Linked DNA regions of Anas platyrhynchos: all the other regions are linked to region 3. Evidence: chromatin contacts called from public Hi-C data. All regions are on one chromosome and are shown on one strand. Each heading gives the region's core, a stretch centred on a gene start, on an enhancer-like site or on the middle of the called end of the contact. The rest is flanking DNA. Distances are from core to core; before and after follow the strand shown. Region 1 holds the start of SLC41A1 (solute carrier family 41 member 1). Region 2 holds the start of PM20D1 (peptidase M20 domain containing 1). Region 3 holds the start of IKBKE (inhibitor of nuclear factor kappa B kinase subunit epsilon).

Region 1 (2,759 bases), core at 180-2,679, 200 kb after region 3:
AAACAGAACTCTGTGGCTCCCAGATCAGGACCAGATTAGGGTCAGCTTCTGATGTTGCCTGCCTTCCTGAACTGCTTTGCTCAGGACTGACCTCTGTAGGGGTAGGTCGTTATCCACAACTACTTGGTCTCAGTTTCTGTGTTGAGATTCCTGGTTACAAGAAGTTAAGAACTGGGTTCCCCTGGAGTCCTTGGTGAGAGGTGGCTGGGACTCGATTCAAATTGGCTTTAGGAGCTGACAGTGGTGGAGCTAGAACAGACAGCAAAGGGTCAGGACCTCTTAGGACACTCAAACTCTGTGATAGGTTTTTACTTTGAATGACTTTGGCCAAATCACTTTATTTTGCTCGATCCTTGTATGAAAAGGAGAAAATTATGCCAGGCACCTTTGGGCTTTCTAGGCCAAAACTGTGCTGTGTGACAGCTTGGCAGTGCTAAAGCCGTGTGGCTGCTGGAAAGCACACGGGCACGTGGTTCCATGACCTGCTGCAGCTCCGTGGTGAGTTGTTTCCTTTCCAAGGACTCGTTACCTTTGGTACCTGCTGCCCCGCAACTGGAAACCCATTTCCTGCCCTTTCATCCCCTGCCTTTCTGATCTCTGCGCGTCAGCTAGCTGCTGGGGATTTTATCTATTTCTGTTTTCTTGTCTCATGCGGCTTTTGTCTTCACGCTTCCACTTCCTGAGCGCGCAGCTGGCCGAGTGTTAATCAACAAGGTCACGTTTTGGTGGGCCTTGTTTTCATGGGGGTGGGGAAAGAACGGCTGCTCCGGGGGAGGTGTGGGTTTTCCAAGTCAGGAAGGAAAGATGAAGGCAGAAAGAGAGCCTCAGGGACCAGGTTTGTTTGGACAAAGGAAAGCAGAGGCTAGGGTTGGAGGCAGGATTTGGGGCTGCCCACTCCAGGGCTGTGGAACTGTGCTGCCGCTGTGGTTCAGACACCAGCTCTGGACGGCCCAAGTTCTCCTCTGTGTCTTTTTGTCAGTGCCTCATCAGGAGGTCGCCAGGGTTAAATTACTGCCAGTGCTCGTTATCCTTTGAGACAGGGGATTCAGTGGCCCTGGCAGCAGCCAGGTCCAAAACCCGGCGCCTTCCACCGGTTCCTGCAGCGCCGCTGCCTGCCCCAGGAGCGTTCCGCGGGGAGCCTCGTCCCGGAGCTTTTAGGGCCAGAGGAGACGCGCGGGCCCCGGCGGCTTCATCCCAGCCGCCCCCGGGCCGAGCCGAAAACCAGAGGGAGCCAGCGGGGGGGGGGCTGGGGGAGCCGCCCCCGGGCACTCGCAGCCCCCGCTTGGCGGGACAGCGCGCGCCGTGGCCCCGCCCACCAGAGCCCCGCCCACCTAAGCCCCGCCCCTCGCTCCCCGCCCCACCCCCCCGGGCGTTCCCTCCCCTCTGCGCGGGCAGCGGCGCCGGGAGGGGGGGGCGGTGCCGCGCGTGACGCCGCTCCCGCCCGGACCAATGGGGGCGGCGCGCGGCGCGCGGGGGCGGGGCCAGCAGTGGCGGGCGGTGATGTCAGGGCGCGCCGCGGCGCGGGAGCGGGAGCGGAGCGGAGCCGGCGGCGGGTGCGGGACGGGCACCGGGGGGGCGGGGGCACCGGGCGGGCCGGGGGACGCGGCACGGGGCAGTCCCGGCCCGGAGGGCTGAGCGCCGGGCTGGGCAGCGCAACCCGGGGCCGCCGCCGCTCCCCGGTTTTGGTAACCGGGGGCTGCTCGTCCCCGCTGCCCGGCGGTGCGCGGGGTTCCGCCGGGGCTGCGGCGGCCGGGCCGGGCCGGGCGGGGAGCTGCGGGCCGTGCCCGTTGTCCCCGGGGGGATTTCGGCCCCTGGCACCGCATCGCGGCCCCCCCCGGTGCCTGCCGGGGCTGCGAGAGGAGGCCCGGGCAGCGGCGCGGCTGCCGACGTGTCGTGTGCTGGACGGGGCGGTGTGCGCGGAGCCGCAGAGCCCAGCAGAGCGGTTTTTTCCCTGTGTTTCAGGTGACAGACGGGCTAATGCAGAGGGATGTCAGCTCCGAGGCTGTCCCGGTGCCAGCTCCTGCCCCGCAGCCTGCTCGGCGCAGTGACCCTGACTGGGGGCTCGCTGTTACTTTAAATAAGAGCTCCTCTCGCCTCGCGCTGTAAGGTGAGAAATCCTGCTGGAAGAGGAGGGCGGCTGCGGCACTTGGAGCTTGCTGGGTTTGCCGCCTGTTCTGGCAGCGAGCGCAGAACGGGCTGAAACGGAGCAGAGGCCCCCAGGAGCCTCCAGAGTCAAGTTCTGCAGAGGAAAACTAACAGAGCCCCGGCAGCAAGGAGAGCTCTTCTGGACTGGGGGAACATCAGCTCTGAAAGCCAGTCCCTCTTGTACCCACCCTCTGGTTCCTTTAAGCTTCCATTTTCTTCAGGGGTCTTTATTTCATCAGTTTTCCTCTCTGCCTTGTGTGCCCCGTCACAGCAGTCTGCTGGAAGAAGGCCTGGAGAAGGACGCGCTAAAGGGTCACGCGTCGAGGAAGAGGAGCCTGGATCCCACCTCGGTGGCTGCTGCCCCGCGCAGTGCTGGAGGGAAGGGGCCCTGCAGTGAGCCTGCTGTAGCTCCCGGCTCCTCCTGCGCTCTCTGCTAGCTCAGTTGTTGGTGTCCCCCTTTCCTGGACTTTGCTTGATGGGGATCTCTGCTGCGGGAGCAGTCTCTACACTCAAAGGCGGGCGAGCAGGGATAGCAGAGGTGGCCTCTAGATGCTGGAAGGGCCATTTGTGTAAGGCCCTGGCCGAAGATCTCTCCTGGAGCAGCTGCTGGCTGT
Region 2 (3,067 bases), core at 315-2,814, 180 kb after region 3:
CATTATTGAGCTGATGCGTTAACACATTGCTGGAAAGCTTTCTGGGGAGAGAAAGTGGAGCTTCCCTACAGCTCCCAAATGTCCCATTTTTAAGGAAAACAGAGCTTCATGAACCATCATAGCTAGACAACCGTTACAGGTAACAGCATCAGGACCCTGCCAGTTTGGTTTTATGTAACACCTCATTAACTAAGTCACCATTTCTCTACCTCAGTTTCTGATTATGTGGTGCAGGAGAGTAATAAAACCAAAGAAAGTTAGTTTCCCAAAAGAAAAACCCGCCTGCTAATAGTACTTATTTTGATCTGAGACAGCAGTGGTTCTTCCAGAACTGTGTTTTGTTGTACAAGTTAAAATTAAGGGCTGAATTATCTTAAACTATCTCTGAGGGTGACTACTTATGGTCTTTTTACTACTGCCTGAGCGCTTCTTTTATCTGCTCATTTAAAAAAGGCAACAAAGAAATTGATGCAATGGAAGAAGTTATTCTACAGTAAGTAATCAATATGTCTGTATCTCTGAGGTAGCATTGCTTTAAATGAGGAAAAATTCCAATTTCCCATTCCTCGTTCAGGGTTAGTAATAGGAAACCGATTTCTCAGGGCCTGCCAGACCTAACCCAGGAAGCCTCGGAGCAACAGACCACGTATAAAAACAGATTGTATTTTCTGAAGTTCCTGTAAGCTTAATGGGTGGAATGTCAAGAGAGATGGCTTGCAAGCAGCAGCACTGACTACACGCTTTGCGATCGCGATGGCCCAGGAGGAATGATGCCTCATTTCTGTAGCCATGGGCCAATTCTGGCAATAAATGTAACACCAGAGGACAGATGATATTCCTGGAGGCACAACCTAGCCAGCTCCAAGTCTTCATTTCCATGTGCCTGGACAAAAGAATTGGGGAAGCTCAAATTTATGCTGGGGTAGAAAATTTTAATTTCCAGTGTCCCTTTACTGCTCTTAAAATAACAGTTATGTTTCTGTGTAATGGCTCTGAAGCCTTACCTGATAAATGCATGATGTATAACCAGCTCAAAATGTTTGTAATTTATTTAATTTAATATTGGTTTTGTTCTTTTTTTGATAATAAAGAATGTGTGAACAATCACTTGCTTCTTCTGCTATTTGAGCACAGGCTTTCTGTGGCAGCTCCCAGCTGCATTTAAACCTTCAGGAATGCTTATGCCATGGAAAGATGGGATAGATCTTTATAATCAGTACAAGGCCACTGTACAGAAGGGTGGAACAACTTTCCTTGGTGAAACCAGGTGAGAAAACCAGGGGAGTACTTTGCTGCAACGAGATGGGTCTGTACACCAGGGAAAAGCTTCTGAAGACAACAACTGCTAAACCCAGGGCCATGTTGTGGGGGTTTTGAAACGAGGTGAATTGAACTCCATCAGGAGTTCCAATACCCGCCGCCATGCCACACACCCCGCGCCGCAGAACTACAACTCCCAAGCCACCTCGCGGCAAGCTCGGGGCGGGACAACCCCTCCCATTGGCCACCCTCCGGGACCGCAGCGTGCCGATTGGCCCGCGGCCACGCCCGTCCTCCCCTCAGCGAGGCGGGCGGCGGTGGGGCCGGAGTCCGCCGGTGATGGCGGGCGGCGGTGGCGACGGGTGGAGGAGGCGGCGGCGGGCGGCGGCCTGGGCCGTGGGGCTGGGGCTGTGCGGGGCCGTGCTGGTGCTGGTGGCCGCCGTCCTGCTCCGCGCCCACCTCCGGCCCTCCCCGGCTCTCCCCCGCCTGTGGGCGCGGCGCAGAGGCGGCGGCCCCGCCGCCTTCAGCGCGGGCGAGCGGCTGGAGCTGAAGGAGGCGCTGCGAGGTGAGGGGGCCCCGGCGGCTCCCGGCTGCCCCCCGCGGCCCGGCCCCGGGCAGGGGGTGGCGGTGCCGCCGCCCCGCGGTGCGCCGAGCTCGCCCCGGGGCCGGGGGGGGAAGCGGTGCCCGTGCTTGGGCCCTTCCCCCACCGCCGTGGTTTCTGCGGGGTTTCTGTGAGAAGTGCCTCGCATTTTCTCGGACGGGTTTTGCTGTGGAGCTGGTTTATTCGCGATTGCAGTGGCGAATAAAAAGCAGAAGCAGGCCGTCAGCTTGTGTGCCCAATTGCCCGGCGCTTGATTCCTCCCCTGGTGCCCTGCTGGCTCAGAACTGCAGGTTCACAGCCTACTCACACTTACTCCTATTCTATATACGGACAATTCTATTTCACCAACCATTAACTTCTCCTTTTATTTCCTTCTTTCATGACTAGAGGGCCCCCAATCTTTGTTCTTACTGATTCTGCACTGCTCGTCCTGGTTCTCTTAGCTCTCCTTACTTTGGGACAGTGGGACCTGCCTCTGCTCTGTTTAACATCCTCCCCACTGCCCTGCCTGCACGATCATTTTGAACACACAAGGTTAGTGGAAATTGGCACTGAAAAAACACCTTTATTGCAAAAACACAACCTTGTTTCTCACTCTTCCCCCTCGTGCCTGCCTCAGGCACTTCCTGGTGGCAATTGCTGGACATCTCCTTGTCTGCTGGAAAAATCAGTCTCTCTTTTTAATTATGGCCTCATTTACTTATGGCTCAGATCTTGCACACCCCTTCCCAGCACACAGCCCGTCTGTAACGTCACGGTGTGTCAGTGCTCCCCACCTTGCTTCCTTCTGCAGAAGCGTTTGAGGATATTCAGCTGGCCATTTGCTGAAAGCCACGGTCTGGCGTGAAAGGGATGGTCTTTGGCTGCTCAAGTAGGGGTTGGGTCCTGTCAACCTGGTGTGTTATTGATTTGGAAGATCTATTGCCTAGCAAATTCTGTTTATGTTTGTTTGTTTTTAATCAGAAAACGCAAGAGTACAAGAGGGATATTTACTTATTTTCGTTCTGCTTCTTGAGTAACACTGCCTTGAAAAGAATCCGTAACCACCCTTGACAGATACTCTTACGAAAGGCAAAGTTACAGCTGTGTTTGTAGGACAGTGGCTTGGTGCTGGAGAGCAGCCTTGTCTGGCCCTGGTTAAATGAGAGAGCAGGCTAGTGGGAGCAGCAGAAGACTTTTCTGTTTATGTATCCCAAGGGGTTAGAG
Region 3 (2,920 bases), core at 300-2,799:
CCCAGGCCCAGCTGGCTCCCGGCAGTGCCAGCACCGCGGCGCTCAGCAGCTCCCCGTCCCCGGCCTTTGAGCCTGCCCCAGGTGAAGCAGCCCCAAAGAAGCACAGAGAAGGCGAGAGGAAGCAGGTGCAGACAGAGCAAACAAGGCTGCCGCCCTCCCCAGCCGCAAACCCTTCCCCCATGTGTGTGAAGCACCAGATCCGGCCCGGCCCCAGCGCCCGCAAACACTGCCAGCGGCTGTCGGCAGCAAGCAAAGGGCAGAGGGGAGATTTTGGGGCATTCCCCAGCCCCGTCTGCTCCCGAGCTGCACCTTCGGCATTGCTCTCACCGTATTTCAGCGATCAAGGACATCGAGGACTTCTCATCTCAGCAGGGAAAACCAAGGGAGGCCGTGGCGGGGCTCAGCGTCACCGTCCCCACATGCACGGGGGCTCGGCCACGCAGCAGCAGCACCCGGCGTCCCCAGAGAGGGGCCAGAACCGGCCCCAGATGCTCAGATCCTGGCCCTGATGGGGAAAAAGGCGGCAGGGAGGGCACAGGGGGCACAGCCCAGGCCTGGAGCTGCTGGCTGAGGGGTGCAGGGTGCGGGATGTGGGGTGCTCAGGGCACCCTCCAGCTGCCTGCACACCCGGCTCGCTTTCCCTGCTCACTTTGTGCCTTGCAGTGCCCCCACCTCGCAGTGCCCCCACCTCGCCCTGCCCAGCCTCAGCGCCAGCAGCCCGGGTCCCTCCGTCAGGAATTTCTGTGGGCTCACAGGGCCGTGTCTGGGAGCTCTCCTGGCAGAACGGAGCCTGCATCTGTGTTTGAGTCTGCGAGCACGAGATGCACGCAAGGAGAGGATGCGACGCTTCACTGCCCTGCACACAAACTCCGTGCCCAACTCACTCGCTAATTACGGCCGAGCTTCGTTTCCCGGCCACGTGAGGGGCTGCCCGACAGAGCTCCTCGGCGTGGTGCTGAGCCAGCGGGGCCCGGCGGCGGCCATGGCAGCCGCAGAAGCGAGGCGCCGAGAGCAAAGCCACCTCGCTGCCGCTCCGCTAACGGGAAGAGAAAGGGACGGATGACTTCTCAAAGTCGTTTCCAGCCTTGTTTGCGATGGGCTGGGGACATTTCAGAGACCTTTCCCCTCACAGATAAAAACCACAACTCATTTCGCATCTCGGGCCTGCACCCAAACCGCGTGGATGGGAGCCGTTAAGGCCAGGGAGAGGCGAAGTGAAACCCGCCGAGGGAAATGCCGAAATTTCTCCCTGAGCTGCCCACGGGCACCCCGCGCCCCTCGCCTGCTCCCACCCCTCGCGGGACTCAGCTCCTCGCTGCAAAAAGAAACCGAAAGGGAGGCGTTAAGGCCATAACCCCCCCGCCCCCCAAGGTGTTCTCTCATGTTTCTGACCCGTACGTGTGGGTTCAGCTTTCACTGACAGTGAGCAGAGCTGGGCTGGCGGTGGGTAAAGGCAGGCAGGAAATAACCAAAATGCTTTATAACGCCCCAAAAGGATTATTGGCGGTTGTGCAGCAAGGCTGCTCGCAGGAAGGGAGTTGGGAAGGAAGGGTTTGAGCAGGAAGGGAGCTCGGGAGGAAGGGTTTGAGCCACCAGCGCCTGCTCCAGGCGGGGGCAGCAGAGCCCCACCGATGCTGCAGCCCCCGCACGGCTCCGGCCCCGCGGCCGGGGGGGGCCGGGGAGAGCCGCGCCCTCCCCGCAGCTGCAGCCCCGACCCCGCTCCCCCTTCTTGGGCTAAAGGTGGGGGGAAAGGAGACGATAGCAAGGGGGCAAGGGGTTACAGCATCCTCCTCTGCGCTGCTGGAGAACCACAGTCATTCGCTCCTATGGCAGCTCCGCTTCCCGGCTCGTGGTTATTAAAAAAAAAAGGCCAAAAAAAGCCCCCCCACCCCCCGCCCCCAGCCTGCCCCTTGCATCCCCTGGGAATCAAAAATCAAAGGGGGCTCAGGGAGGGGGCTCCTCCCTCCCGATCCGTTATCAACCAGGGACTGATCCCGGAGCCTCATGGGTGGCCCTGAACAGCCCCAAAATGTGGGGGGCTTGTGGCTGGAGGTGCCCGGGTGGGGGGCACGGGGCGAGCGGCTGCCCCCGGCCCTGCTGCTGCACCCCGGGAGTGGGGGGCTTGGTGGCCCCAGCCCACCTCCAGCACAACACATCTGGATTCAGCATCAGCAGGGCTGTAATTAATTAATCCCCTCAAACCTAAACAAAGGGAATCCAAAATTACAAGCCCCTGACACAGTTTCCGGGCCGTGTTCTGAAAAAGGCACACTGAAAAGTGGAGATGGGGGGAAAAAACGGTAATAATGTCGGTGACCCAATCCCTAATCTCGATTTTAAATCCTCTTTCCCAGAGAGGGTTTGAGGCCTGTCCTCTCCAGGAAAATGAGGAAGATTAAGCGTTTTGCAATCAGGTCATTGCAAGGCAAGTTCATGCTCTGCCGAATCCTGTTACGAGGTGTGTGGGGGCCAAAGAGGAGCAGGGCTGGAAGCACACAAACATTCCCCAGCTGCCCCCCGGCAAGCAGAGGTGCCCACCGCTGGGGAAGGAAGGAGCCTTGGGAGCCAGGGGCTGCAGACACCACCCACACCCATCCCTCGTGGCAGAAGGGAGCCCCCCTCGGCTGCAAAACTGCACCCAGCATCCCTGCCACTGGTGTTACTGGGGTGCGCTTTGGGCTCCGGTAACGGCAAGGCTCCTCGCCCACTTGATTCAGGGCTATGAATGGTGACGTGGACTGCTGGATCCTGCAGATTCTTCCTCACTTACCAGAGCCACGTTGCAGACCATGCAAAGCCCCGGGCTGGGGGGGCTGCAGGGAAGGCGCACGCAGGCGATGCTCAGCCCCGCTCCCACTCGCACGCACGCCGTACATCATTTACTGGCGCCCATAGGTCAGTATTTCCACCATACCCAAAA

Evidence for each region. A called contact is a pair of places that touch in the nucleus more often than the background predicts.
Region 1: a contact with region 3 is called in a Hi-C map of subcutaneous adipose tissue, with 2.3 times the contacts expected there. The contact joins the promoter of SLC41A1 here to the promoter of IKBKE in region 3. A contact is called at or near these places in 4 of 8 Hi-C or Micro-C datasets (F5 follicle, skeletal muscle and subcutaneous adipose tissue).
Region 2: a contact with region 3 is called in a Hi-C map of subcutaneous adipose tissue, with 2.8 times the contacts expected there. The contact joins the promoter of PM20D1 here to the promoter of IKBKE in region 3. A contact is called at or near these places in 2 of 8 Hi-C or Micro-C datasets (skeletal muscle and subcutaneous adipose tissue).

What each region holds. Positions count from the first base shown.
Region 1 is chr27:8,933,704-8,936,462 of IASCAAS_PekinDuck_T2T, forward strand. It overlaps SLC41A1 (solute carrier family 41 member 1), which reads left to right and starts at 1,430. Exons shown (of 12, transcript XM_038168277.2): 1 at 1,430-1,553; 2 at 1,963-2,107; 3 at 2,417-2,759.
Region 2 is chr27:8,916,385-8,919,451 of IASCAAS_PekinDuck_T2T, forward strand. It overlaps PM20D1 (peptidase M20 domain containing 1), which reads left to right and starts at 1,565. Exons shown (of 13, transcript XM_027445086.3): 1 at 1,565-1,825. The coding sequence starts at 1,600. It overlaps SLC26A9 (solute carrier family 26 member 9), which reads left to right. Exons shown (of 21, transcript XM_005011736.6): 21 at 1-1,107.
Region 3 is chr27:8,731,689-8,734,608 of IASCAAS_PekinDuck_T2T, forward strand. It overlaps IKBKE (inhibitor of nuclear factor kappa B kinase subunit epsilon), which reads right to left and starts at 1,550. Exons shown (of 21, transcript XM_072028510.1): 1 at 1,393-1,550.